3 separate regions of the Mus musculus genome follow, and regions 1 and 2 are each linked to region 3. A link is a contact called in public promoter capture Hi-C data. All regions are on one chromosome and are shown on one strand. Each heading gives the region's core, a stretch centred on a gene start, on an enhancer-like site or on the middle of the called end of the contact. The rest is flanking DNA. Distances are from core to core; before and after follow the strand shown.

Region 1 (2,700 bases), core at 98-2,597, 310 kb after region 3:
TTATGTTGAATTCTCCCATTTAATTAAAATATAACTGTCCTAATTATTCAAATTATATCTCTCAACAAATGTTTTTAATCTTTTACTACATTTGCCTTTAGTTTGTATGTATTTTTGCTTCTTAATACTTCATTAGCTTTTCTTTGGCATTTTATTATCTACCTTGGCTTTGCTGTAATATACAAATACTATTGGGTTTTTTTTTTTACGTATTTTTCTTATTTCAAGCCATTTTATCACTTTGTTAGTAAAATGTTTTAGTTCATAATTTTAGTTTTCTCAGAGGTATACTTGTGTGATTTTCAAGTACTTGGGAACTTTTGTTTACAGAGTTTATCCCCTGTGCTTCTCAACTTACTGATTCAGAACTCAACTTACTGATTCTAGAACAATAACTGTCCACAACGACTTTTTAGTTTGATTCCTACACGTGAATGTTTAGCCATTAAGCCAAGTCTTTATTTTTATCCATCTTTATCATAATGAGTGGGCATCCTTCAATAACTAGTGAAACATTTCCTATATGTTTAGGGAACAATGTTGATTTCTTCAGGTATTGTCCCTGTTACCATCACAGAGGCCCATGACTGTCGAATCAGTGAATACTTTGTGAATGGTTTTGTCTTGGAAGTCAGTCGGTGACACCATGCATTCTAACACCCGAGGGCCAAGATAGTGGGTCAACGAAGAAACAGTTGTAATAGTGGCAATCCCTTTGGGCATATTCTCCTGCAGAGCTTTGAACCACCATTTAAAGTAATGGTAGCGGACACACTAGTTGATAAAACTAAGGATAGAGGACATTGAAGACGGCAGCATGGTATATAGGAGTAAAAAGCCGTGCCTTACTCTGAAACTGGAAGTTAGAAAATTGTCAAAGATGGTGGGTTTCTATGGTCACCTCCTGGCTCTCAATCCCCATGTCACAGGTTCCCACTCAGAGCCTGCACAGAAAAAGAAAAAAAAAAAAAAAGAAAAAAAAGAAAAAAAACCCCAACTTTGGACCAAAGGCTGAGAGTGAAATTTCAGGGTCACAGGACTTGCATTTTGAGATGCCAAACCCAGAAATACCCCGTAAAATGAAGACGGATGCACTGAAGAACACCAGTGTCTACACTAGGGGCTCGCTGCCTTGCAGCTGCCCAGTTGACCTTTCACCAGGGTGTTTAAATGGGGGGAAAAAAAGAGCAGCGCTTTCCTCTTCCTCGGGCAGCTCAGAATAGCTGCTTCCTTTCGTATAAACAAGTCGTATCTCTGGGAATTTCTAAAGCTGAATAGTGTCTGCTCAGAAGCCATGACTCATGACTCACGCTGTTTCCTGGCAGGCTTCACAAATGCAAAAACACCTCTCCGAGCAAAGACTCTGACAAGAGTGGTCACATGAAGCCGCAGAGTCCTTCATTTTAAACACAGGAAAACAAGAGTCGAGGGAAACTGCCAGTACTCTTCTTGGGAAGCAGGCCTCATCAGGCAGAAAGTTCCCCCATTGGCTCAGCTGGTGTCGTGGCTGTCCCCCCATTGGCTCAGCTGGCTTCTGTGGCTGTCAGGCAGGCCCACTTGGAACCTTGTCCAGGCCTGTGGCTTTAGACCCTCCATCACTGTCTGCCCTCTATGTTTGGAACTTACCGAGCTCAGCTTCCCCTGGATTCTGAGGGGTAAAGGTTGTCTGAGGTGGGGCTCCCCAGGGAAATTACCAAGGGGTCACAGTGCTGGAGCTTGGGACCTTCTTCTTTGCTTCTGGCAGGAACTCTGAAGCAAAACAGTCTTCTTGCTGCAATTTCTCTTCCTCTAGGCTTCTCCTCCCAGATCCCATCTGGTCCCCTCTTTAGGGCCACTTAACTTTTCTCTTGTTTCCAAACAGTCAAGAAACAAAGAGGAAAACTGCTTATTGGCTTCTCTTAGTTCAAGAGTATAACAACCTCTGTGTGTGTGTGTGTGTGTGTGTGTGTGTGTGTGTGTGTGTGTGTGTTTGGGGGGGGTCTCTGTTTATGTGTTTATATGGTCTCTGAGTGTGGTTTCTCTCTCTCTCTCTCTCTCTCTCTCTCTCTCTCTCTCTCTCTCTCTCTCTCTCTCTCGTTTCTTTGCTTATGCATTTGTGTGGTCTGTATGCGTCTTCTCTGTTTATGTGTATGTGTTTATAAGGTCCCCTACACCTGTGTGTAATTGAGTATATGAACAACAGGGCAAAGTCTCTGCTTTCATGTTGAAAGAAAAAGATTGAAAACCTATAGGCAAACAAGGACATTGCTTTATTTACACCTATCTCTTAGCTTTCTACAGATAACAGTACAAAAGACTGGTTTGCATACAGCTCTGTGATTGGGGTGTAGTTTAACCCCTTGGTCCACAGTGCAGCTGGGTATCAGTTCTACTAGAACCAGAATACTAGCACTGGAGATAATGGGATATAAGTGCCAGGTCAGCTGATATATCAGATGATAAATATTTCACATTTCCCAGTCATTACGACCTGAACGTTTTCAGCATCAGGTTGCTTCAAAACAAAACAGTCACACAAAGCTGGAACTAAGGCTGGGATCAGGTTGGAACCAAGTCTTGTTCTCGGTTGACTCTGCCAGAGAACTGGTCTGGGGGAGGAGGACAGGATACAGAGGGAACAGGAGAGGGCAGAGCTTGCAGGGGACTCTGAGTTTATTGCACTGGCAGGATTTACTGGTTTCATTTCACCCTCAGATCGCT
Region 2 (2,700 bases), core at 95-2,594, 460 kb before region 3:
ACTTTTGCAAATCCTTACTGTGGGGAAATGACAGTATTCATTTGTTCATTTGTAAAGGAAAGAATAAAATTTTCTTAAGATAGCAAATAAACTCAGTATTTTTCTGAAAAACTGTCCTGAAGAGATATCAGTTTGAAGTAGGCTAGGGGACCCCAGGGTTCCCACAATACATGTTTGAGGCACACTGTCAAGACACCCTCCCCACTCCTCCCACCCCCCCACCCTCCCTCCACCACCCCCCTACTCCCAAATCTGGCCTGGATGGTACCCATTATTTCAAGCCTGAGAAAGTTTGTGGTGGGTTGCTAGGAAGGTTTCTGTCAGAATCCTTATATTACTTTACTGATAGCTCCTGAAAAACAAAATAAAACAAAACAAAAAATAAAAAGAAAAAATGGAAAGAAAAAAATGTGGCATTTGTAGGAGGGACAGACTCTGGGTGAGCATGAGCAGAAGGGAGATTTAGGCTCTCCAAGGATATTGGAAATGGAGGAAGCCTATGAACACTCACTTGCTTTCTCTTCCAGTCAGAGCCACAGCATCAAAACCTCTGTTCTAGGTGCAAGGGTGGAGAAAAGACATCACAAAAATAGTTGACAATTCTACTCCAGACCATCGCCCCAACGAACATTAATGATCACAGAATCTTGAATTTGAACTAAACTTTATGCTTTTCAGAATGTCTCCTCCGGTTACGTCTCTTTGAGCTCTCTTACTCAAGCTTCCTTACTGTTTAAGTTTTCACTTTTAAAAAATTTAAACTAGCTGCATATGTATCAGAAGATGGCCTAGCCGGCCATCAGTGGAAAGAGAGGCCCATTGGTCGTGCAAACTTTATATGCCTCAGTACAGGGGAACACCAGGGCCAAGAACTGGGAGTGGGTGGGTAGGGGAGTCGGGGGAGGGTATGGGGGACTTTTGGGATAGCAATGAAAATGTAAATGAGGAAAATACCTATAAATTTTTTTTTAATTTAAATATGCAATCAAAATCCGAAGCACGCACAGTTGCTAAATCAGATTCTCTCCAGAGAAGTCAATTGAGCCGAGTAAGCTATAAAATAAACGCACAGAATCAGAGCTTCGCTCATTCTTTTGCAAAACAAGAGCAAAGACTTTTCTCATTGATGGCAACAACACAACAGCTTTAGTGAATTAGAGCAACCCGAACCTACCAGAAAGAATGAGAGTAAACCATTCAGCCAACCCCAATGAGCAGAGGGAGGGAGAGAGCTCTCCGAGCTTGCAAATCCCCTTACTCACCGAAATGGGCCCCTTTGTGTGATTTCCTGTGGAGGCAGCAGTCATGACAGCTATATATACCAGGGGAGCTCCCCTAGAGTCTCACAGCTCCCAGGGCATCTCTTACTCTCAGCGAGATGGGAAAGGTAAGTCCTGGAACCCTGACCTTTGCCCGCAAGCAGCATCCTTGCTGGCAGAAATCACTTATTTGTCTGGTCCCTTTCTGCGCTTACAGATCACCTTCTTCGAGGACCGCAGCTTCCAGGGCCGCTGCTATGAGTGCAGCAGCGACTGCCCCAACCTGCAGACCTACTTCAGCCGCTGCAATTCTGTCCGCGTGGACAGTGGCTGCTGGATGCTCTATGAGCGCCCCAACTACCAGGGCCACCAGTACTTCCTGAGACGTGGAGAGTACCCTGACTACCAGCAGTGGATGGGTTTCAGCGACTCCATTCGTTCCTGCTGCCTCATCCCCCAAGTGAGTTTGGCTGTCTTTATTATTGATCTCTGGGAACACAAATTATCCTAAAAGATCATCTTAAAGCAAGTCGTTTCAACTAGAGCAAAGAGTGGGTGTAATACCTAGTATGTGTATCCAGTAGGATACCTGAGAGAGGAATCTCAGTTCTCAGGAACGTGGTGGTGAATTTTTAGAAAACTCAAATCCCCATTTTCACATTTTATATGCTATCGAGAAGTCAAATGCCAACGCCAGAGAGAAATTTTAAAACAATAAGATATTGAAGACAATACATTTATTATCTGTTTAACATATAAATCCCCTCCATATGTAGTCCTTAGTTCATTCCAAACCAGTTCAAGTCAGAAATTCAGTTTCTTAATCTAAAAATGCAATGGGCTAATGTGCAGGTGTTATAAAATGCATTGGGTGGGTAGGATGCACTGAAGAGATAGTGGCAAGAATTCAAGGCCAGCCTGAGCCATCCGCTTTGTAGAAAACCATACCACCTTGAATGCCCTGATCTCATCTAAAAACATGTTGGCTTGCTTGGCCTTGCAATTCTTTCTACTCGATTTTTTCCCCATCTTCTGCTTCTTATTCATATGTAGTGGGCAGTACCTATTGGCTCCCTTGGAGGAATACACCAGCAAAAGGGTTAAAACCAAAGTTCAAGATTCATGCTTTCTAAAGCACGACCATAATAGCATCCTAGGCAGGTGGAGTGTGGGAGGGGTGAGACAAGATGAAGTTTAACCCTCACAGGGAAGGGTCAGTGGGCATGCAGGAAGCCAGGGGAAGGGGCTGATTTGGACTGAAACTGAGACTTAGAAAGAGAAACCAGGGAAACACAGCACCTTATATATCACAGGGGCTCAGTCTCCTGCTCTAGAGATACGTGGACCAATGCACAGGTTTTGCAGAGAATCGCTGAAGGTTGATACCTTTTCAACACGGGAGACATATCAAAACGCTACCCTTCTGGTAACTTTCTGATTT
Region 3 (2,700 bases), core at 46-2,545:
AAGCAATGCTGCAGCACGCTCTGTTCTCCACGATTACAAAGGTTTCTTTCTCACTCCTGTTTCAGTTGTGAAGCTCCAACCGGGGACCTGGTGCTAAAGAGAGCCTGGATGTTAAGACACAAGCCTTGGCTAGGCATGGTGACACACAACCTGTAATCTCAGCACTTGCCAGTCTGGGGCAGGTGCATCTGAGTTTGAAGCCAACCTGGTACATATATAGTGAGTTCCTGGGCAGACAAGGCTATGTAGAGAAGAGAGATCCTGTTTTAAACTAAACCAAACCAAAGCCCTGGGATAGTGAGAAAGGAGCAACTACCCAGCTGCGAGGGGCTCTTTCACCCACGTTCTGATGGTAAGAACAATTTGTATGGTCAAGTATGAACTAAGGATAGGAAAATCCCTGGGCATATTAAAGACAGCCATATAGCAGGCTGAGCACTTAAATATGTACTCTATCAAATGCTCATTACTCTCTCCCCCAAGGATTAAACAAGTCTTTCTTCTCAGATATTTAGAGGCTCACCAGTGGTTTCTGTTTGTGCTCTCTTTAATGTCTACACTGCTATAGATGTTGATTTTCCTAAGCGGATGTGTGCCCTTTCTAAGCAAGTCGGCAATAATTACAACTCTGGGAGCTAGGAGGGGCAAAAGGAACACGGTAAGTAAATGTAATGTTGCAAATGCTCTTGTTGGCAGTGTGCTGGAGAGCTTGGGGGAAGTTTTAAAGTCATATACATATGTATGCAATCCTCCCCTGTGTGTGTATACATTTTCAGTGGAAAGATGGAGAATAGGGAGACAGAATGGTTAGCTAGATCCCAGGAATCTGGGGAGGTCAACCCATTTACATTTTTGAATGTTTTTCTGACCCAAAGTCTACACTTTCCTGTGCCTAGTTTAGGTCCCCAAAAGAAAGAAATAAAACAGAAAACACACGGAAGAAAGGTATTTCTTCTTCTAGTAACTACATATCAACGTGGTGTGGTCTTTTCACTTGTGCGTATTCACTGATGAAATCGGATTAGCTCTCTCTAGCGCAAAAACGTGAGCTTTAATAAGAAAAGGAAAAGGGGAAGCTGAGAAGCCGAGATAGCACAAAGCCATGGAGCAAGTAAGGAGAAAACTTACTAAGAGAAAAAACGGAGGAAGAAAAGACCCAAACAGGAAACTCAGTAACTTGAGGAAAGGGCTCTTACTGGTCCCCAGTTTACTGCAGGCCACTTGTCCCCAGTCTCCCGCAGCTGGTGCTGGAATGTGGAGGTCAGGCGCGCCCCCTGCCGGCCGGGAGAGGCGAGGGCGGTCGCGGCTCGGCAGGGTCCGGCACGCGGAGACCCTTGGGTGGCCAGGTCCGGGGATGGAGTTTGCAGCCGAGGCTGCCGGCCAGGATTTAGAAAGGCGTCCATTTCGGCCAGCAGAGTGGCGGCGTGGAGCGACGCGAGCGCCCGAGCGCATGTGGTCGGGCTCAAAACCCGGCCTGGGCGTCGCACGCCCACTCCCCAGCCGCGCCGTGGTTAGGGATGCTCGGTAGTGTTCTCTCCCACTTCACTGCCACCAAACGCGGTGACTACGTTTAGTTCTCTACTTCGCTACGCATCCTTGGGCGCCAACGTCGCCGACTAACTGTCCACTTTAAGGTCGGCCTTTCTCCCATGCAAGGCACCCCACGCCCCTGTGCACTCGCCCTCCCTGGCGCCCCAAAACCGTAGGGCCTCACAGGAACTACACAGCACGGGCCAGGGGAAAGCGGCGGTACCGGGGAAGGGGACCGGAAACCCGCGTCTCTCTTCCCGGAACCAGCTTCCACCGCCTTCTGCCAATCCAGCCTTTTAAGGAGGAGCTCCGCACAGCGACTGGGCAAGGCTGTGCGCTTGCGCGGCTCGGGTACCCTCCCGGAACCGTGAGTATCTACGTGGAGGCACTGCAGGGTGGCCAGCGGGCTGTGTGGGCGCCAAGCCTCCACCCGAGGGTCCGAAAGGAGTCTCTGCAGAGCCCTGCTCCCACCATGCTGGGTTCCCGGGACTCTTTCGTGGGCGCGAGGGAAGCGCATCTGTGGCCCCCGGGTGTCGTGCGGGACGTGCTTTTTGTCCCGCGGGTTGTCCGCCAGTATTGTCCGCTCCAGCCCCCAGGGTGACTCCATCCACTCTGCCGTAGGGAGCCTTCTAGGGTCAAAAGGCAGGGCGAACCCTTAGGATTTAGCAGAAGTACGCATTTGGCTCCTTTGTCCTAGCTGAACATGAGGATGTAGGTTGGCGGACCAAACAAACAAAAATGTGGGAGCTGGGTCCAGACAGATCAGGTGCCCAGGGCCGTCACTGTCACTTCGTGTACCGTTCTTTATGTAATGCCCAAGTAGTAACAGGAGCCTGTAGGGTGCCACAGTAGTTAGAGATTTCTAGGCGTTTCCTCCTCAGAGTTATTAGTTGACACCAATTCAGAGCCAATTTTCACTTCCCTCAAGTCTCGGAGGAAAAGCTGTTGAAGAAATTGGATGCACCTCAGTCTATTTCTTAGTTTGAACTTGTAATAACGTCAACAGCTTTTCCAAGTTACTTAAGTAAGATACAGCACTCAACTTCTGACTCTGGTGACACTCAGGATTCTTTTTGCATGACAGGTCTCAGCAGAGATAGACAGAAGAAATGGCCCTGGTACCCTATGAGGAGAGCGCGGCAATAGGGCTCCAGAAATTCCATAAGCCTC

Evidence for each region. Promoter capture Hi-C pulls out the DNA fragments that hold promoters and counts their contacts.
Region 1: a promoter capture Hi-C map of pre-B cells shows a contact between it and region 3, with 4 times the contacts expected there. The contact joins the enhancer-like site here to the promoter of Mettl21a in region 3. A contact is called at or near these places in 3 of 39 promoter capture datasets (the 3T3-L1 cell line and pre-B cells), 2 of 484 Hi-C or Micro-C datasets (embryonic stem cells and pre-B cells) and 1 of 9 other capture datasets (liver).
Region 2: a promoter capture Hi-C map of embryonic stem cells shows a contact between it and region 3, with 2.6 times the contacts expected there. The contact joins the promoter of Crygb here to the promoter of Mettl21a in region 3. A contact is called at or near these places in 11 of 39 promoter capture datasets (the 3T3-L1 cell line, 3T3-L1-derived adipocytes, embryonic stem cells and 3 more) and 2 of 9 other capture datasets (adipose tissue and embryonic stem cells).

Annotation. Positions count from the first base shown.
Region 1 is chr1:64,304,353-64,307,052 of GRCm38.p6, reverse strand. No RefSeq gene overlaps it. Among named protein-coding and RNA genes, the nearest start is that of Gm35803, 26 kb to the right of the region's middle. Within about 2 kb of position 1,347, at least 230 of the 459 cell types and tissues checked have an H3K27ac peak or open chromatin away from gene starts, as enhancers often do. A contact at or near this core is called in embryonic stem cells, liver and pre-B cells, where this site is marked.
Region 2 is chr1:65,080,934-65,083,633 of GRCm38.p6, reverse strand. It overlaps Crygb (crystallin, gamma B), which reads left to right and starts at 1,344. Exons shown (of 3, transcript NM_144761.2): 1 at 1,344-1,387; 2 at 1,477-1,719. The coding sequence starts at 1,379.
Region 3 is chr1:64,616,359-64,619,058 of GRCm38.p6, reverse strand. It overlaps Mettl21a (methyltransferase like 21A), which reads left to right and starts at 1,295. Exons shown (of 3, transcript NM_025964.4): 1 at 1,295-2,700. The coding sequence starts at 2,640.